Linked DNA regions of Sus scrofa: region 1 is linked to region 2. Evidence: chromatin contacts called from public HiChIP or PLAC-seq data. All regions are on one chromosome and are shown on one strand. The core of a region is the stretch at or near the end of the contact, and the rest is flanking DNA. Distances in the headings are between cores, read along the strand shown. Region 1 holds the start of ATP6V1G1 (ATPase H+ transporting V1 subunit G1). Region 2 holds the start of AKNA (AT-hook-containing transcription factor).

Region 1 (6,061 bases), core at 1,481-3,980, 150 kb after region 2:
ATTCACCCCGAAGCTCCCGCAGCTAAGAGATCCTGGGACAGCTGACAAAACCAGGCAGAAAATGAGAATCCTTACGCTGTCAGTCAGTCTCCTGGATCTCTGCCTGCAGGATCTGTTGCAAACAGGAATGGTAAGAGCTTTTTCTCTTTTCTAAACCTGAATTAGCAGGAGGAAATATTTGTAGGACTAATTCCATGGACTCAGCAACTCTCGGTCTGAAATTCAATTGCATGCTCTTGGTGTGTTGATCCTTTTCCTCCCAGAGATGATCTCTGTTTTTCTTTGATTCTGTCTTTTGCATCCATTGTCATAAGGAAGAATGCCATTGGTCTGATTAAGCTTGCCTTTTGTCTTGCTCTAGGTCTTAAGAGCTTGGCTTATAAACCCATTGGAATATCTCTGGTCTCTGCCATCTGGAAGGTGTACTTACATAAAGACGTGTGTTTGGCAGCCAGTCAAACAGACTGGGCTTCCTACCAGTCCCTCTGTCCAGCCATGCCACCTCCCAGGGGAGTTTGTCATAAGAGGTTCCAGTCCATGAGGGGCCTTTGTGGTCTCAACCTTCATTGCTTTATTAGTGACGTAACAAAGGTCCTCGCTTTTTTAGACTGTTTTGGGGAGTAACCTTTCTGGACTTTGTGTGGGCTGCACTATTTTGTGGGGCACCTCTTGTGTAGTATTGGTTTGAGTTTCTATTAAGATCCCACTTGTCAACAGCCAGAAAGCAGAACCTTTAAACTAGAAAAGCTTCCCTCTCCCCACCAGTAACCACTAGTTTACTCCTTATATCTGTGAGTTTTCCTTTTTTGTTATATTCACTAGTTTGTTGTATTTTTTAGATTCCATGTATAAGGGCTATCATACAGTATTTGTTTCTCTGATTTATTTCACTAAGCGTAATATTCTCCAAGTCCATCCATGTTGTTGCAAATGTCAAAAATCACATTCTTTAAAAAAAAATAGTGTAGTAGTACTCCATTGTAAATATATACTCATCTTCTTTTTGGCCACGTCCACAGCATGTGGAAATTCCTGGGCCAGGGATTGAAGCTGCACCACAAGCAACCCAAGCTGCTGCAGTGTCAACACTGGGTCCTTAACCCGCTATGTCACAAGAGAAGTCCAACCAACCACATCTTCTTTATCCATTCGTCTGTTGATGGACACTTAGGCTGCTTCCATATCTTGGCAATGGTTAGTAACGTTGCTGTAAACATTGGGGTGCATGCATCTTTCTGCAGCAGTTTTTTAGGATTGTTTTTTCTTCTGATATACTCCATCTCTTTCAATCTCCACTCCACCCTTAGAAGTGTGTATTTGTCTCTGCTGACTGAATAAATTGTTTTCTTAAAACACCAAAAATAGAAAAATTTCCCAGAAAATCATTGATTGGACAAGTACCAGTTCTTACATCAGGAACCGATAGGAATTTCAGATTTTAGCCTCCTTTTGACCCCCATTTCATCAAATGAAAACATCCTGAGGCAGGAATCCAACTTCTCTTGGAGTATAGAGATACTTCTGTTAAAGAGTTCTGGAATGATTCTATGTTCTCAGTGCTTGGTGAATTGTAGATCATCTAGTTCCTTCCACAGGGGACAAGATTTTTACAGAAGAGCACAGTGGGTTAGATGTTCCATTCTGCAGACCTGGCTGGATTCAAACACCCTATCTGACAGTTAATAAGTGTATGACTTTGGGCAGGTTACTTAACCTCTCTGAGCTTCAATTTGTTCAGCTATAGACTGGAGCTAATAACATTACTTCCAAATTACTGTCAAGAGCTGTCAAGTGTTTAGGACACGGCTTGTCACATGGTAAAACTCCACCGCTGGCTTTCTACCTATTTGTAGTTGGAGATGTCTCTGAGCCAAGTCGTTCCCCAAAATCCACATATACCTCTAATCACACCCATCCCAAGGTCCCCTAACATCCTTCCTTGGTTAACTTCTGCTTCTAGTCTCATTTTAAGCACCACTTCCTTGGGAGAGTCTTCAAAGATACTGCCACATCACCCTCACATTACTCCTTCTTAAAGCAACCTGCATTTTTCCTTCATGACTTTGTACCACGGTTTGTAATTTTCGATTTGGTTTAGTTAATCTTTTTGTCCATAAACTGAAAGCGTGCTGCTCCTGCTCTCTGCGGTAGCCTCAGTACCACCACCGGTCTAGCGTCTCCGTGGGCACTGAGCAAACATTTATCAAAAACACTTCCTATCCTGAGCCTGGGTTCAGAGAAGGAAAGCAACCTTCCTCAAACCACACAGATTAGTGGCAGACTGGACCCCCAACTCTCCGTATTCCCAACTCAATTGCCTCTAAGAGCCTGGCAAGAACTTTAACCCGCTTCCTAATATATTTTGACTGTCAAGGAAAATTCCAGAATGGGAGGGAATAAAGTGGTGTGGAGAATAGGTGAAGAGATTTGATTCAGTCCCTTTTCTCTGGATCTGAATGTGAGCGTACTGTAAAGTCAAAGATTACCGCAATAACTACCTGGCACAGCTGCCACAAGCACCAAACTACACAAAAGACAGGAACTGAAAAGGCCTTGGGCTGTGAAACAAGAGTATGAAACAAAATCCTGCGCGAGCGCAGTCAAGGCGCTCCGCTCACCCTCCTCCCATCGGTCTCGGCCCAATCCCCTCAGAGTCATAAGACGCCGAGTGCAGTCAGCTGACACCGCGTTTGCGGAGGTCACGTGACGGTGGGCGGGGCGCTTGCGCTTGCGCAGACCTGGGGCGGCGGGTCAGTTGAGCGGAGAGGGCCAGTCAGCCGATTTAGGCCGCTCCTGGACACCTCGGAGTTGCTGCCGCCATGGCTAGTCAGTCGCAGGGCATCCAGCAGCTGCTCCAGGCCGAGAAGCGAGCCGCGGAGAAGGTGTCCGAGGCCCGCAAGCGTGAGTTTCGGGATGTAGGGGCCAGCGCTAGTCCAAGGACTGCGGCCAGGCCGCGGGGGGCGGTAGGTGGGTGAGGCCCGAAAGACTGCGACCAGGCCGAGGCCGGGGGAGGGGTGGTGGTTACAGTCACTGAAGCTTGTGTGAGTCGCAGTTTTCCGGCTCCTAGGCTCTGGAAGGCTTGTCAGTCTCCTGGAAGTTGCGGCGTTTGGTGGTAGATATGGCGGGGACACAATAGTAGGTGGACACCCTTCTTGGGGTCTGGGAGGCGTGTGGAACGGGATCTCCAAACGGAACTCAAATGGTCTTTTCCCTTCCCACTTGGCCTTTGGCGATCCTCGCTCTCAGTGAAAGGAGCCACCGTCTACACTGATCCTCGATCTGGAAACACACGGTCCTTTGCCATGTTTCAGACCCTCCCTCATTCGCCATGTTTAGCCAAGTCGCCAGGGTTTATTTGTTCACTTTTCCTGCATTCTGATAGCCAGCATCGTCGTCCAGGACGCCAAGTTCTCTGAGGTCCCCGTAGCAGCCTAGTTTGTTAATTCCGTTTTTATTTGTATTTTTCAAAGCTGTTAATATGTGCCAAACGCAGTACCCTGTATGTCTGTGGTCTCCATTATGGCGGTGTTCAAAGCCCCAGTGAAGGAAGCAAATATTGGGTAGATTAATTTCAGGTGAGAGGCGGGCCAGCGTTGAGAAATAGGAGGTTGCCATAGTACTTAACAGGTGGATTGAATCTGGATTGGTTCGTGGGCGGCTTCCTGCTCTCCTCCCGTCTTTTCCTCTCTGCAGTCAGAGTCGTACCTCTCAAATGCAAATATGACTTCCCCACCTCTCCTACAGTCAGACACACCTTTAGTGCCTGCAGAATAAAGCCTAAATTCCTTAAAGAGGGTGTAGGAGGTGCTTTTGGATCAGGCTCTGGCTTTCTTCTCACTTCTAGGTACTGTCGCCAGACTTAGTGATTCCTCAAAGGCACCTTGGTGGGTGTCACCTGCAAGCCTCTGCAGAGCTGGTGCCTCTGATTGGAAGAGCCTTTCCCTAGTTTACTCTCTTTATCCTGTAACCCTTCATCTTCTTTGAGATCTCAAAATTTAGGCAGTAGTTTTTCCAGGAAGCCTTCTCTCACTTGGTCTTCTCCTCTCAGACTAGGCTAGGAGTCCTCTCCCAAGTGCCTACTTCTCTCATTACAGTGCAATAGCCTGTTTGTTTATATGGCTCAGTCCCTAGACTAAGCTCCTGGAGGAGAAGGACCGTGTCTAATTTAACTATCTATATTCAGTTTCCCATCTGGTGAGATAGATGTTTTTATTCCTGTTTTACAGATGGGAAAAATGAGACTCAGAAACAAATAGTATGACCGTAGCTGGGGTACAATACCAAAAACTATTACTCTTAGTAATTTCTTGGGGTTTTTTGCATACAATACTTATATTCTTATCACATACTCCAGTAGATTTCAAGCATGACTCTTGTACTTTCTCAGTTAGGGGTTGTGTGGTACTCTCCATTTTTTTGGAAAAGCTTTCTTTGAGGGAGTTGGAAATGGGAACAGGCCTTCTATTCTTGCCCTGGTGACTAGAAAGTTCTTCGTTCCTAATGGAGTATTTCTGATCATGCCCTTGATGCAGTATTTCCAGAATGACTTCTCAGAGTTTGTCCTGTGATGGTTCAGCAGCAGCAGAAGTTGTATCTGTTGGGAAGCATGTGAGAATATTTGGGGAAGTGCAGGAACAAATACTTGGCGTGTGGTAAGAGTGATTCTGAGAGCCTTGGAGGTAGGGGTCATGTTTTAGACCTTCCTTGGAGTTCCTGTCATGGCGCAGTGGTTGGCGAGTCCTACTAGGAACCATGAGGTGTGGGTTCCATCCCTGGCCTTGCTCAGAGGGTTGAGGATCTGGCGTTGCTGTGAGCTGTGGTGTGGGTTGCAGATGCAGCTTGGATCCCTCGTTGCTGTGGCTCTGGCGTAGGCCGGTGGCTACAGCTCCGATTCGACCCCCCTAGCCTGGGAGCCTCCATGTGCCGCGGGAGCGGCCCAAGAAATGGCAGAAAGACAAAAAACAAACAAACAAAAACACCTTCCTTTATCCCATCAGGCCTGGTGCTGGGGCTTGTATATCTCAGGTAGCTATTACACTTTGACTGAAAGAACTTGTTTTAAAGAAGTGAGTTTGTTGGTTAATATAGATCTCAGAATTTGCAGTAGTTAGGAACAGAGGTATTGAGAAAACCTACAATTTTAAAAAGTTATTGCCTTTCTTGATCTGTAATTATGGTTGACTTGCCCAGTTAGGAGTCAAGAAGAGGCAGAGCATGCTGTGGTAAAATGATGCAGTCCCAATTTTTCATGAAATCCTTGTCTAGACCATAACACTTAAAAAAAAAAAAAAAACTCACGTAGTTTGGTTCATTGGCGTGAAACAACATGCTGGCCTCCACATGTAAGGCCCACAAAACAAGACTTAAATGATTTCCTGTTCAAATATTTATTTTTGGTTTTCAGAGAAGCTGATCAAAATTGAACTTTGAAGAAGTTCCTTGGTGGCCTAGTGGTTAAAGGGTCCATTGCGACTGCTGTGGCACGGGTCACTGGCGAGGGTTTGATCCCTGACACCGGAACTTCATGTGCTGCAAGCATAGTCAAAAAAACCCTGAACTTCGAAGTTATTTGCTGACAGGTAGAGAATGGTTTGCCTTAAGTAAATAATTAAGGGAGACATAGGAATTGGTAGTGATCCCAACAATGATATCGTGAAATTATGTGAAGCTACTGCATAGTGTTCGGGCCATGTTATTCATTGGTCTGGAAAAGAACCTGGGCTTTGGAATATGGCTTTGACTGAATAGCTGATGACAAGGACAGCGTGTGGGACATGGGGATAGAGCTCAGCTTGAGCAGACAGAAGTAGGCCCTAAATAGTACTGGAGTAAATATATCCATGCGGAAATAGTCCTTGGGGGTGCTTAGGCACCTGTTGATTGTTTGAGGCCAGCCTCATGGAGTATTGATGTCATGGGTTCATCACCAGTCCAAAATCCTGTTGTTAGCAGGAGGTGGAAGGTTAAATTTAATTCCATTCATCTACATGGGCTGAGTGGGATTTGGGCCTTCATTTACAATGAATTACAACACAGCTTGCGTTTAGATGCAGGATGTCTT
Region 2 (6,409 bases), core at 1,609-4,108:
CTTTCAAAACCCCACAGTTGAGGGGAGCTGTGGTGGGGTGCAGGGCTGCTGGTGAAGCTTCCTGCCCCACCAGGAATCCTCCAACTTCTGGCAGCCATGCAGAGCAAGGCTGGTCTTCCATCACCCAACACCCTTCACATGCAGTTCTCTTATTAAAAAAGAAAAAAAGGGAAGGAGAAGAAAAAGCCCCGAATTGTGGCATTTACTAATTTCTGTAATGTAAATACCCTTACTATGGTCAATTTCAAGCTACCAACACGATGTCACTGAACACAGTACTGGGAAGAGAAACACACAATTGGCTGGCACCAGATGACACACCTTTGCAACATCCCAAAGTAAGGATCAACTAATCTTAATGAAGAGTTCTGTGACCTCTAAGGTGAGCGACTTAACATCTCTGATCTCAGAGGTCTCATTTGTAAAATGAAATAGTAACAGCACCCATTGTATGCCAACAATATGAACACTAAGTGATATAATCTAGGCTATAAACAACAGTGTATTGAATACCATACCATATGTATGGCTCTGTATTGGGCACAAAGAGGATGATGGGTAATAAGATGAACAAGAGCTCCTGCCTGCCCCCCAACTCATGCTGGTAAAACCCTTGCCTTGGCACAGCGGCTGGAACAGAGTATTCTATAGCCACTAGCTGTTGTTATTGTTGCTATTCCTTCCGTTCTCTGAGCCTCAGTTTCCTTATCTCCAAACTTAGAATGTGGCCTGAACAACACTTTCTAATGCCACATCACTTGAACCTTAAAGTGGCATTTCCATTCCCATTCTACAGAGGGGAAAACTGAGGCACTCAGAACTGAAGCCAGGGTGAGGATTCAATCCAAGTTCTTCTAACTTCCAGTCTCCAGATCTGTCCCACCTCCCAGGACTGAGGAAACATAAAAAGGACCTGGAATTCAGCTAGTGATTCAGCTGGATGCTTAAAAAACTCTTTCGGAGTTCCTGCTGTGGTTCAGCAGAAATGAACCTGACTGGTGTGTGTGTGGACGCCAGTTCAATATCCGGCCTCGCTTAGTGGGTTAAGGATCTGGCATTGCTGTGAGCTGTGGTGTAGGTCACAGACATGGCTTGGATCTGTCTGGTGCTGCTCTGACTGTGGTATAGGTTGGCAGCTGTAGCTCCAATTCAGTCCCTAGCCTGGGAACTTCCATATGCCAAGGGTGTGGTCCTAAAAAAAAAAAAAAAACACCCCAAACCCTTTCTTCCCCACCTCATGAGGATAAATGGAAATGCTCTTGGTGTGCACTAGTTTCCAAAATACCCTCTCAGCATGACAGCCGTGGTGCCGGGACCACTCCCAGTCTCTCTGGAAACCCTGGCGTTTCTGGTGGACTCCACAGGCTGATGGGAGCTGATGAAACCCCCTTGCAAGAAACAACCCAATCACATGTTTCAAATGCAAACCACCGGACTTTGGGAAGCAAAGGTCTCACGTGGGCACTTTCTCCTTCTTTCTGAAGAACTGAGACTGCCTTTGGGAATAAACCAAATAGTCCCCCAAAGACCATGGTGTCCATCCCCTTTTGGTAAGTAAGCCAGACTTAGGCCCCCTCAAATGGATAGGCAGAAATTCTCTTTCTTGACAGAACAAAACCAACATGCAAAAAATAAAATCTATCAACTCCAAAGAAGGTGCCTGGAAATGTCTCTTTGGAAGTCCCTATATGTATCTAACCTCAGTCCTTCATGCTTCAGTTTTAATCTTTTCTTCTCCTTCCCATCTAGAGGACAGGAACAATGTCTCTTTTTACTGTGGCCTCTCTCAGCTTCTCTTCTCAGCTCCCAAATAGCCCGGATTCGTTATCAGTAACTTTGCTTTCCAACTTTCTTACCTAGAAGAAGCTTTAGAAACGCAGATAATGACCCACTCCAACCTGTTTTTTTGTTTGTTTGTTTCCCCCAAAAGAAGCCAGGGGAAGGAGCAGGGAAGAGTCTTGTCCAAGGTGGCGCAGCAAAAAGCCTCTGGTTCTGCGAGTGCCAGACCCTTCACACTGGGGAGAAGCCAGCTCTGTGCCCGCCCCGCCGTGCGCCCTTGGGCAAGTCTCAGCCTCGCTTTGAGCCTCAGTATCGCCATCTGTGTATCGAGAGAGGCTGGCCTTATTCCTGCAGTCCGGTTCAGTTCCTACCACTGCCGGAGCTGCCCACCCTCGCGCTGGCCCCTGCCCTACCTCCCTACCCCTGCCAAAAAGAGGAAAAGAAACTTGCGTTAGGCGTCCGGGGAGGACGTGTGGCTCCGAGTTGTCAGGCTGCGCAGGTTGTTGCCGGGTGAACGAATATCACACAAATCCCAGGGCAGAGAAGTCCCACCTCTCCCGTAACCACAGCTACCCGGGCCACACCTCCAACCCAAACACTGCCTGAGGCCCCGCCAAGGACCACCCCCGGATTCCCTGGGGACCCCTCCCCTCCCTGTGCCCAGCCACAGCTGGAAGAGAGAGAGGGAGAAAAAAGGTCTACGCCCCCATTGCGCGGAGGTGGAGACTGAGGCTTGAGGGTGGCCTCAAAGACGGCGGGGTTTGGAATCGGACCCTGATAGCTAGTCCAGGGTTCCCTCTCATTCCCGGAGCCGTGATCCGTCTCCTTCCTGTGCGCAGGGGTTTCCACGTGGGAGAGACCGAAAGCAGCTCGGTCCCTGTGGTTCCGAGCTCATCCACGCTGTCCACTCTCCTCCCCATTCCCCCGACGGAGAAACTGAGACCCAGCGAGGGGCCAGGACCCGCCCCAGACCCACCGCGAGCCCCTCCCCGAGTCTCACCTGCCGGCCGCCGCGGCGCGCGGGTGGTTTCCTGGAGTTGAGCGGCAAACAAAGGCCTCCAATCCGGGCGCGGGGCGGGGCGACGACATTTTGCATAATCCGGGAGGCCCGCCTGTGACGGCCTGGGCGCGGCCCTAGGAGGCGCGGTCTCTGGAAGTTCCACCAATCACAGAGAGGCGGCAGCCTACGGCCCTCCCCCAGGGGTTTGGAGGCGGCCCTGGGACTGAAAATCTCAAATCTGGGAGAGTGCGTGTCCTTCTGGAACCCGCCCGACTGCAGATGGGAGACTGAGGCCTGGAGTTAAGACGTTTGTGCAGGATCGCACAGAGCCACAATGAGAAAAAAAAACACAATTTTTTTTTGGTTTGCTTTTGCTTTTTAGGGCCGCACCCGCAGCATATGGAAGTTCCCAGGCTAGGGGTTGATTCGGAGCTACAGCTGCCTGCATGCGCCACAGCCACAGCAACGCAGTTTCTGAGCCCCGTATGTGACCTAACCCCTCAGCTCACAGCAACGCGGATCCTTAACCCATTGAGCGAGACCAGGGGTCGAACCCACATCCTCATGGTTCCTAGTCGGATTTGTTTCCGCTGCACCACGTCGGGAACTCCAAGAGGAGTTGGCACAGAAAAGATCACAGGAACTCCAAAACCACAAACTTTGATAGCTGAAATGACTGGTTCATAACAGTTATAATAAAGTTTTCTTGAGCACTTAACGACGTGTCAGATACTGTGGTATACTCTTGCTATGCTCAGTCCTCTCCTATGAGATAGGTAGGTATTACCATCACCTCCCCAAGCGCATTCTACTCCAAATCATCATTAGATAAGCAGGGAAACGCAGGCCTGGAAAGAGATGAGAACTAGCCCAAGGTCCTGCAGTGAGAATGGGACATAAATGATCCATTATTCACAGAAAGCTCACTGTGAAGGGTGGCAGTGTAAGGTGTCAAACTGGCCTAGGCTCTCGCCCTACTTCTGCTGCTGGCTGCTAGCATGTAAATGGAATTTTTAACTCACTTCACAGGGTTGCTGAGGGGAGTAAATAAATAAGCATAGCATTAGGTATATAAGAAATAAATGAATAACACTAATTTAAAGGGTTGCTCAGGAGTTCCCATCGTGGCTCAGCAGAAACAAACCCGACTAGTATCCATGGGGGCATAGGTTTGATCCCGGGCATCGCACAGTGGGTCAAGGATCCCGTGTTGTTGTGGCTGTGGTGTAGGTGGGCAGCTGTAGCTCCGATTTGACCCTCGGCCTGGGAACGTCTATGTGTGTGACCCCCAAAAAAGCACCCCCCCCCAAAAAAAGTTTCCTAGACCAGTCCTATTTCACAGAGGGAAGGGGGTATGATAGGCCCAGAGACAGGAAGTGAGTTGCCCAAGGTCTGGCATCCAGCTGTGTTGCAGGCCAGTTCTCTTTCCTCTTGGCAGAAAGCTCTTTGCCATTTCCCGGGTTGCCAGTGACTCCCACACACTTATTAAATGATAATCATAGTAGTAGCTTCTATTCACGGAGGCTTACTCTTTGCCAGGGCAAACATTTTAGATACTCCTTCCAATAACTCACAAGTTTGGTTAGTATATTCCCCCATTTAAAAATGAGACAATTACTATATCCCTTGTATGTGGAATCTAAAAAACATGACACACATAAACTTATTTGCGAAACAGAAATAGACTCACAGATACTGAAATAGACAGAAATAGAAATAGAAACAGAAATAGACTCACAGATACTTTGGGGCTACCAAAGGAAAAAGGGTTCGGAGGACGGATAAATTAGGAGTTTGGGGGATTAACAGATACATAGTCCTCCATATAAAACAGATGAACCACAAGGACCCACAGTACAGCACAGGGAACTAGAGCCAGCCTCTTGGGATAGACCATGACAGAAAATTATATAAATTATATAAGGAAGGGGATGTATATATATATATATATATATATGTATGTATGTATTACTGCATCACTTTGTTGTACAGCAGAAATCGGCACAACATTGTAAATTTTAAAAATCAGTATCTTGTAATAACCTATACTGGAAAATAATCTGAAATATATATATATATTTATATATATATATATATATATATATATATATATTTGCTGTACACTTTGCTGTGTACACCTGGAACTAATACAACCCTGTAAATCAACTATACTTAATTTTTAAAAAAAAAGAATAAAAATAAATAAATATATACCGTGATTAAAAAAAAAAAAAAGAAAAGAGGAGAAAACGGAGCCTCAGAGGGGTTAAGTGACCTGCCCAAGATCACACAGCCAGGACGTGGTGGAAGGAGAATTCTATTCCAGATGTCAGACTCTGAAGTGTGGACTCTCTGGGGTGTGCCTTGTTCTCTGTCCTTGTGATCCTCACAGGGGGCTACTCCACCCCTCGCCCTGCTTTCTCCGAAGCAGAAATGGCTCCGCATGATTTGAAGGCCAATTCACCCAGTGCTGGCTTGGATGGTCCCAGCTCACCCTCTTCCTGCTTTGTCTTTCGTCTAGCTGCAGACTGAAAGCGTCGAGCTGCGTCTTCCCCCTACAGCACTGGTGAGTAAAGATGTTGGGGCCACAGGTATGCATGGCCAGGAGGACCTCCGCTCCTCCCTCTCCAGGTATCCAAGCTGCTATAGCTCAGGCACAGTTGCTGGGGACCTTCAAAGGACAGCAAGACATGTCCTTATTTTGGAGCATCATGTTGTGCAGCTCAGGCAGCCGGGAGTCCAAATTTGTCCTCTACCACTCACTAGCTGTGCAACTTTGGGCAAGTAACTTTGCCTTTCTAAACACACTTGCAGAGGAATCTTCCTAGGCTTAAAGTTCCGCTGGAAGGGGAACCCTCCCACCCAATGACTTACAGCCTCCAAGTCAGGCCCAGGAATTTCAGAAGCAACAGTTCCAGAAACTCATTCTTGTCTCTTATTCAGAGCACACGTGTGGGACCGTGGGCAGCAGCTGCTGGGAGCTCCCTCACCCCCTTGGGTTTGGATTGAATGGGGAGGTGGCTGGTTCAAGACAGGGAAGTCATGACCTGCCCTGAGGCATGTCAGTAACCGGCCTGAAATTCACAGGACGAATCCATAAGCGGCAAAAGCCTCTCAATTCAGAACAGAGGCACAAGGACTTGGGCCTGGGAAAGGTGATGTTTGTAAAGCCAGAGGGCTCCTTCATTCACCATCATCCTGACTGCAATTATCCCCCTGGCGCTGACTCTGAGCCTGGTACTCTGAGCTCACACACAGCATCCCAGCCTCCATCAGAAGCAAGTAGCAGTATTCCCATTGCATTTATTTCCTGTGACTGCTGTAACAAATTACCACTGGTTTAAAACAACACTGATTCAGGAGCTCCCTGGTGACTCAGCTCGTTAAGGATCTGGTGTTGTCACTGCTGTGGCACAGGTTCGTTCCCTGGCCCTGGAACTTCCCCAAGCTGTGAGGGTGGCCAAAACCAACCAACCAACCAATCAACCATTCAATCAATCGCTAATTTGTTCTCAAAAATCCAAAATCAGTCTCATCTTGCTCAAGTCAAGGTATCAGCAAGGCAGGTTTCTTTAGCAGGCTCTTGGGGCTAACCCACCTCCTTGGCTTTTTCAGCTTCTAAATGGTTGC

Evidence for each region. HiChIP or PLAC-seq counts read pairs in DNA pulled down with a chosen protein or histone mark.
Region 1: an H3K27ac HiChIP or PLAC-seq map of alveolar macrophages shows a contact between it and region 2. The contact joins the promoter of ATP6V1G1 here to the promoter of AKNA in region 2. A contact is called at or near these places in 2 of 47 Hi-C or Micro-C datasets (liver and retroperitoneal adipose tissue) and 2 of 2 datasets of contacts at active chromatin or transcription factors (alveolar macrophages and skeletal muscle).

The regions. Positions count from the first base shown.
Region 1 is chr1:255,149,179-255,155,239 of Sscrofa11.1, forward strand. It overlaps ATP6V1G1 (ATPase H+ transporting V1 subunit G1), which reads left to right and starts at 2,731. Exons shown (of 3, transcript NM_001190194.1): 1 at 2,731-2,901. The coding sequence starts at 2,820.
Region 2 is chr1:255,001,595-255,008,003 of Sscrofa11.1, forward strand. It overlaps AKNA (AT-hook-containing transcription factor), which reads right to left and starts at 2,859. Exons shown (of 22, transcript XM_003480581.4): 1 at 2,780-2,859.